2 separate regions of the Mus musculus genome follow, and region 2 is linked to region 1. Evidence: chromatin contacts called from public promoter capture Hi-C data. All regions are on one chromosome and are shown on one strand. The core of a region is the stretch at or near the end of the contact, and the rest is flanking DNA. Distances in the headings are between cores, read along the strand shown.

What was found. Promoter capture Hi-C pulls out the DNA fragments that hold promoters and counts their contacts.
Region 2: a contact with region 1 is called in a promoter capture Hi-C map of pre-B cells, with 4 times the contacts expected there. The contact joins the promoter of Nt5c2 here to the promoter of Scd1 in region 1.

Annotation. Positions count from the first base shown.
Region 1 is chr19:44,405,669-44,409,351 of GRCm38.p6, reverse strand. Scd1 (stearoyl-Coenzyme A desaturase 1) reads left to right here and starts at 1,643. Exons shown (of 6, transcript NM_009127.4): 1 at 1,643-1,966; 2 at 2,592-2,865. The coding sequence starts at 1,943.
Region 2 is chr19:46,960,545-46,964,227 of GRCm38.p6, reverse strand. Nt5c2 (5'-nucleotidase, cytosolic II) reads left to right here and starts at 1,920. Exons shown (of 18, transcript NM_029810.5): 1 at 1,920-1,956.

The DNA of each region.
Region 1 (3,683 bases), core at 394-2,893:
TGAATGATCTACAATTTGCTTTGTAAATTGGGCTTAGTGGCACAAACCTTTATGCCAGCACTTGAGAGGCAGAGACAGGCACACCTCTGAGTTTGAAGCCCAGCCTGGACTACAAAGCAAATTCCAACATAGTGAGAGCTACATAGAGAAACCGTATCTTAAATTTTTTTTTCAGAAGAAAGAAAGGAACTATGTAGAGTAGGCTGCAAAGCCATTGATATCAGACAGACAGACAGACAGGCAGGCAGGCAGGCAGGCAGAAGAAAAGCGAGAAGAGGAAAAAAAGAAAAGAACTCACTATGTAGACCAGGCTGCATTTGGCTTTTTGAGACAGAGTTTCTTTGTGTAGCCCTGGCTGTCCTGGAACTCACCTTGTAGACCAGGCTGGCCTTGAACTCAGAAATCCGCCTGCCTCTGCCTCCTGAGTGCTGGGATTAAAGGCATGCGCCACCATGCCAGGCCTGCCTTTACCTTTGAGCCACTCATCTGATACTCAATTCCTAGCTCCACCATACACTGGCTAAGCGTGACCACAGGTAACCTCAACTCTTTTAAATTTCACTTCCTTTTTAAAAAGACCGAGGAGCTGGACCCAGCTCAAAGGCAGACACAGATCTATGAAGCTTGAGGCCAGTTTGGTCTACACTGTGAGTTCCAGGACAGTCAGAGCTTCAGAGACCTTGTCTAAAAAGAAACCAATAACAGTAAGTACCAAGGAATACCTACTGCTCAGGGTCAGTGTGGGTTCAACAAAAAGGAAATTCTTGAGACTTCTTAGGGATCGCAAAGTGCCTGTTTGCTATTCGCACCGCACACTCAGGCCCTTTGATTCCTTAGTCCCTTTTCTTGGAATCTCAACGTGAGGATCTAAGGAGCTCTCAAACGTCCCGTCCCGTTTGAGGAGAAGCAGCTAGGATTGGGCTCTGGCTCCCAGCAGAGGCGGTCCCCGGCAGACGGAGCCCAATGAGTGAGTGCAGTTGTAACTCAGCGTGTGCTGTCAAGAACGCAGCAGCAACCGGATGCTGGCTGAAGGGATACACTATTGTTTTCCCGGGTCAGAGCCCTGGGCGCACCCTCATATCCCAGTCTCCCGGGGTTTCTCTTTGCTGGTGCCTGGAAGTGGGGGTAGATGTGAAGTTAGACCGAGTTGTGAGTGGCGGTAGCCAGTGTCTTCCTCACTTCTTTCGATGCGATTTCCCCAGTGAACCATTTGCTAAGCGCCAGACCAAAGTCCTAGGCTTGCACACAATTCCTACTTGGAATCACGTTATCCTGCTCTTAAAGAAAAGTCACCCATCAGCCCACAGCAAAGAGGATAAGGAGAAAAAGAGGGGAGGAGAGAGCGAGAAGCTAGAGGCAGAGGGAACAGCAGATTGCGCCTAGCCAATGGAAAAGGCAGGACAAGGTGGCACCAAATTCTCTTTGGCCAATGACAAGACGGGCTTCACAGGAGGCACATTAGCATTTATCCCCAGGCAGGGGGTTGGAGCAGCGCGCCCTGTTGATGCCTTCAGCATCCCGGCGCCTCCAAGGTCTACTCTGGAATCTACTTGGCTTTCTTTCCCGTTCTTGGTCCCGCCCTCTCTCTCTCCCTCCCTCCCTCCCTCCCTCCCTTCCTCCCTCCCTCCCTCCCTCCCTCCCTCACCTCCACGCCTGGCTTCCTTGGCTAGCTATCTCTGCGCTCTTTACCCTTTGCTGGCAGCCGATAAAAGGGGGCTGAGGAAATACTGAACACGGTCATCCCATCGCCTGCTCTACCCTTTAAAATCCCAGCCCAGGGAGATCTGTGCACAGCCAGACCGGGCTGAACACCCATCCCGAGAGTCAGGAGGGCAGGTTTCCAAGCGCAGTTCCGCCACTCGCCTACACCAACGGGCTCCGGAACCGAAGTCCACGCTCGATCTCAGCACTGGGAAAGTGAGGCGAGCAACTGACTATCATCATGCCGGCCCACATGCTCCAAGAGGTGAGCTTCCAGAAGCGGCCCTCGCTCCTTGCACTGGCCACGCAGCTAGGTGACTGGTCCCGGGAGGAGAAAGTTGAGAGTTCTCCGGACTACTGGGCTTTCTCGAATTCTGACGTGACCGGTTGGTTGAGAGGTGTAGATTGTAATTTGGGCAGATGAGTCCCAACTTTCGTGCCTTTAGCTTTAAAGCAGCGGTTCTCAATTTTCAAGATGCTGCGATCCTTTATTTACTACAGTTTTTCATGTTGTGGTGACCCCCTCCCCCCCAACCATAAAATGATTTCGTTGCTACTTCATAACTTTAATTTTGGTACTGTTTTGAATCGTAATGTAAATATCTGTTTTCCGATGGTCTTGGGCTGCCCCTCTGAAAGGGACATTTGACCCCCAAAGGGGCTGAGCGTGAGACACAGGTTAAGAACCGCTGCTTTAAAGAAAAGCCCGTCCTACCGATACTTGTATAACTTACACGGGGATCCCTTTGTGTGTTACTGAGGCTATAAATGTTTCATTCTTCTTTCCTATTTCTCTCTCTCTCTCTCTCTCACACACACAACACACAGAGAGAGACAGAGAGAGAGAGCCCCACAGATCGGCCTCCCCCGACTGAATTTTTTCTTTGCAGATCTCCAGTTCTTACACGACCACCACCACCATCACTGCACCTCCCTCCGGAAATGAACGAGAGAAGGTGAAGACGGTGCCCCTCCACCTGGAAGAAGACATCCGTCCTGAAATGAAAGAAGATATTCACGACCCCACCTATCAGGATGAGGAGGGACCCCCGCCCAAGCTGGAGTACGTCTGGAGGAACATCATTCTCATGGTCCTGCTGCACTTGGGAGGCCTGTACGGGATCATACTGGTTCCCTCCTGCAAGCTCTACACCTGCCTCTTCGGTGAGCAGCGCCCCTTGTCTTGGGCCAGTGCCTCAGATTTCTCTTTGCTCTCTAATAAGGTACCCTCTGACCCAAGGCAGTGGCTGCTCTGTTCAGATTTCCCCAGCCTTTTTTTCTGGTTCCTTGTGGGACTTAACATGAATACTGAGTCCCTGTGCAGGAGACTGGGAGGGGTCTACCTGAGGCAGAGAAGCAACTCTCTCTGAACAAGCTTTTCTGTATGAGACGCTTGCTTAAGCTGTGCATCCTGGCCCCACCTGACCCAAGAGAACCCAGCCCTACCTGAGAGGCATGGGAAATCCCGTGCTAGTCAGGGACAATTGTGGACTACTCTTCAGCCAGGGCAGGGAACAGACCCCGAGGACACTGTACCAGAGCAGTCCTTGAAAAGAAAGGGACAAAAGGCAGTTATTTCCACACAACTATTCTGACTCCAAACTCTTGACTAGACCAAGCTGGTTTGCCTTGGGGAAAGACGATGCAGGTTTCTACAGCACCCAGTCTCCAGGTGGGTGTTCTGCGCCAGGTCATTCTCCAGGGTGCAGCACCTGCGAATCAGCAGCATGTTAAAAGAATGAAATAAGGTTCTGGTTCCATTCCCACATCTAGCCTGCTCTTGCTGTGTCCCCTGAGACCATGAAGTGCGAAGGACCCAAAGCGTTCGGAAGTCCAGTCCTCTTGCCCTGGTGACCCCTCCTTGGCAGAGAATGGACTTTCAGCAGCCCTGCCTCTAATTCAGCTCCCCGGGGATTCACTGGGTGTGGGCCACCTCTGGGATACATTTGAGCTTTACATGTGGTTTCGTCTAAGAAACCTGA
Region 2 (3,683 bases), core at 671-3,170, 2.6 Mb before region 1:
ATACCCTGTTGTTACTTCTCTGTAGTCTCTGTGTGCACTCTCCTTTTTTCCTGTCAAATGTACACAGCCCCCTACCAGTCCCCCGCCCCCCCCCCCCAGACAGGGTTTCTCTGTGTAGCCCTGGCTGTTCTGGCATTCACTCTGTAGACCAGGCTGGCCTGGAACTCAGAAATCCGCCTGCCTCTGCTTCCCAAGTGCTGGGATTAAAGGCGTGCGCCACCACGCCCGGCCCCGTACCAGTCTTTAGTCACAGAACTGGGCATTTATTTACTTATTTTGAGACAGGGTCTTATTTGGTAGCCCTGGCTGGCCCAGAACTTGCTCTGTAGATCAGGCTGGCCCTGAATTCAGAGATCCACCTGCCTCTGCCTCCTGAGAGGAATTCAAGGTAAGCTTTAACCACTCCAGGCCTACCTACAAAACCAGGCTTTCTAGAAACATACTTGGCTTAAAGGTGGTATTAAGCTAACTGCAAACTGGCTTACATGCCATTTTTCCCATGTTGAAAAGCCTAATAGGTGAAAAGCCTAATAGGGGCTTATCCTCAGCTGACCTAGGCAGGGTGAAAGGCACAGGAGGGTAAGTAGAAGCTGTTAGCAGAGCCCTCCTGTTTTCAAAAACACCCTGTGGTTCAGGTTGACTGCAAGTGTAATGAGTCAGTAGTATGTCTGCCAAGAACTTTCTTCTCTTTTTCATTTTCTTCTCCTTCCTCCTCTTTCTTCCTTGTTCCCCCCCCCCCCCTCACCATTGCTTCCTCTCCCTTTTTTCTTTCTTTCATTATGTTGCTCAGGTTAACTTCAAATTCTGGGCTCACGTAATCCTCTTGCCTTAGTCCTAGCATCTCCAGAAGCTAGGACTCCCGGCAAGCTACCATACTTAGTGTTCACTGAGAACTTTACTGCACAAATGCAAGGCGCTGTTACAAAGTGGAAGCCATAGTCCTCCTTGATTATGATGGTACTACAAAACTTGGCTTAGTCTTGGATGATACCATCTAAAGGAAATCAAAATCAAATCAGCCAAATGCCTGAGAGAAAGACAAAGATCCTCAGAATTAGGACAGAGGAAAAACAATGGGAGGGATCAAATATCCCCAACTCGGGAAGATCTTGGGCAAAGTCCAAGGTCGAAGAACCAGTAGATCAGTTGCTTTTCCGAGGCTCCCAGGACTAGAATTTGGTCTTTGCGATGAATTCCAGAGCTGCCCAGACTAAGGAATGCAGTGTTCTGGACATAGTGGGTGGGCTGTCTTGTAGTGAAGTACGGTAACGGGTGTCAGTGTATTCAACTACTATTTATTGTTTGCTAGGATCCAGAACTAAGCCTGGAGTCTGTATTGTTTCATTCTATCAATAATATCTCGGATAAATCAACTGTGTGTAGTCAGGTTCCTTGGTTGGTTCCCTGGGTAAGTAGTGAAACTAGGATTTGAACTCATTCTGATAAACCCCAAAGCTGGTCCCTATGATTATCATGGAGTTGAGTTCAAGGTCTTCCAGGGAGACCCTCTGGTTCGTTTGTCTAGGAGTAAGCTGCTAGGAGTAAGGGACACACTCTTCCCACCTTAGGGAAAGCCTCTCGCAGAGTAGGCGTGGTCACCTAAGGTAGGGGCGGGGCAGCCAGGAGTGTGCTGAGGGGAGCAGGCAAAAAGCCAAGAGGTGGTTATTCCTAGGAAATGGATAGGTTGTTAACGTGCATCACCCTCGGAGTTTAGCAGCTCTGGGAGTTCTGTGGTGGGAAGTTCCCCGAGCCCTGTGAGGGGCCCTGAGACAGGACCGCCCGCCAGGGAGCATCGCCGCGGCCGGCTTCTGCGGCGGAGCCCGGGTAAGGAACAGAGCGCCGGTCCCTGGCCGGGCGCGAGCTGGGGGCGGTGCCGGGGCGGCGGGGGCGGGGAGGGCGCGCGCCGAGGCGGCTGCGGCAGTTGCGCGCTAGGATTGCTGCCGTGCGGTGCGGCCGGTGAGTGCGGCGGCACCCGCGGCGGGCGGGAGGGGGCTTGGAGCGGGCGGGCGGCGAGCGAGCAGGCTGGGGAGGATGCGCGGCCCAGCGCGCGACCCAGCGGCCCCCGCCGTCCGCCCGGCGTCCCTTTCCTCAGGGCTCCCTACCCCGGCCCAGATCTGCCCGCGCGCCCGCGGCCTCAGCGCCCCGGCGTGGCGCACGCCCCCGGCCCGGGCGCCCCCGGCCCGCCGCAGCCCCTTCCCCGCGCGGCGGCGACGCCCCCGGCCCACGTCATGCTCGCGCCATTGTTTCCCAGCGTCCGCTAGCTGGGACCCCGCCTTTCTCGCGGAGTGGGCGGGCAGGCGCCGCTCTCGGTTCCCCTGGTCTCTCTGGGCTGGCAGCCTGGCCTCAGTTCTCGTGAGGCGGGTGCGGGGCTCCCCTCATGGGCTGCGAGCCTGGCAGGGTTTGGATCTGCCCGCGGAATGGCCCACGAGCCAGTTTTGTGGTGCGCAGTACTTCCTGGAAAGCTCACATCAATTGCAAGTCTCGCCTAAAGACGTTTGGAGGCGGTTTGTCCCTCGCCTTTTTTTTTCTGGGGCCCCCGAAGCCCTGCAGGGCGAGATGCAGAAGTGGGGCCTGTTACAAGAACAGCGTTTTGAGCGGTTGGCTTTGCCTGGCCGCAGCCTTTAAAAGCATTAGATGAAGGTTTGTGTCGGATTTGTTTCACAGCCTCGGTAGTCGAGGGCTGTGCTCTAATAGAGCACTCTGAAATGACTAGTCACTCAACACGGTTGCGTGTTCCCCACCACTTCTCTGCGCCCCCCCCCCCCCCGCACATTGTTTCATAATGACCGTAGACCTATAATTTTTCTTAAGGGATGCAAATTCCTTTGGCCGTCATGTGTAGGGGGAGGATGTTAAAACGGTGCCATTTATCGTAGACGTAGTGAGTACAGAAAGACTTCAGGTCTTTCACATAGTCACCTTAGCATTTTCCATCAATGGCTAAGAATGTAAGAGAAGACATCAGGGCTTAGAGGTTCAGTTTAACAAACCAGCTGGTTAAAAATTGCAATAAAATCGTTGCGGGTGCTCGTAGTGGCAAGGTGGTTATGCTGGGCTGTTGATACAAGGATTGATGCTTCCCGGCTTGCTTCCGAAGAGCATTTCCATTACAATATGAACCTGTTTGTAGGCCTCGAACAGGCTCTGTACCCTAGTGGCCTCGAACTTGGGATCTTTCTCTTCCAGGTCCCTAACAGATATTAATAGGCTTGTTCCACCATGCCTGAGCTTGAAAAACTGGTTTAAGCTTCACTCTTACCAAAAAAATGAACAAAAAGCCAAATTCAGTACTATTGGTTGTTGCATTATTCTCAGCCAGCATTAATCTGTAAAATAAGATGCCCTTCAAGGTTCTGTCGTATGAAACAGTACAGTCATCAGAAGCGTTTGGTAAATATGAGTACTCAGAGTGCCTGCTGGCCTTACTAGATGACATACGTCTTCCTGAAGAGAGCCAGGTTATGGGGGACTCAGCTGTATGAGGAAATTGGTGTCTCAAACATGGTATTTAGAAAAAGTTGATGTTTATGTTACTGCGTTTCACTATGCATCCCAGGTTATCCTAAAAATTCTTCAGTTTTCTGAGTACTGTGCACACATTTCTTGGCCTGTGTCTATAAACTGTAGGTTCTCAGTTTGGTGTGGTGGTTCACTGGAGACGCAGGGTCAGGTGACAAGCCTGG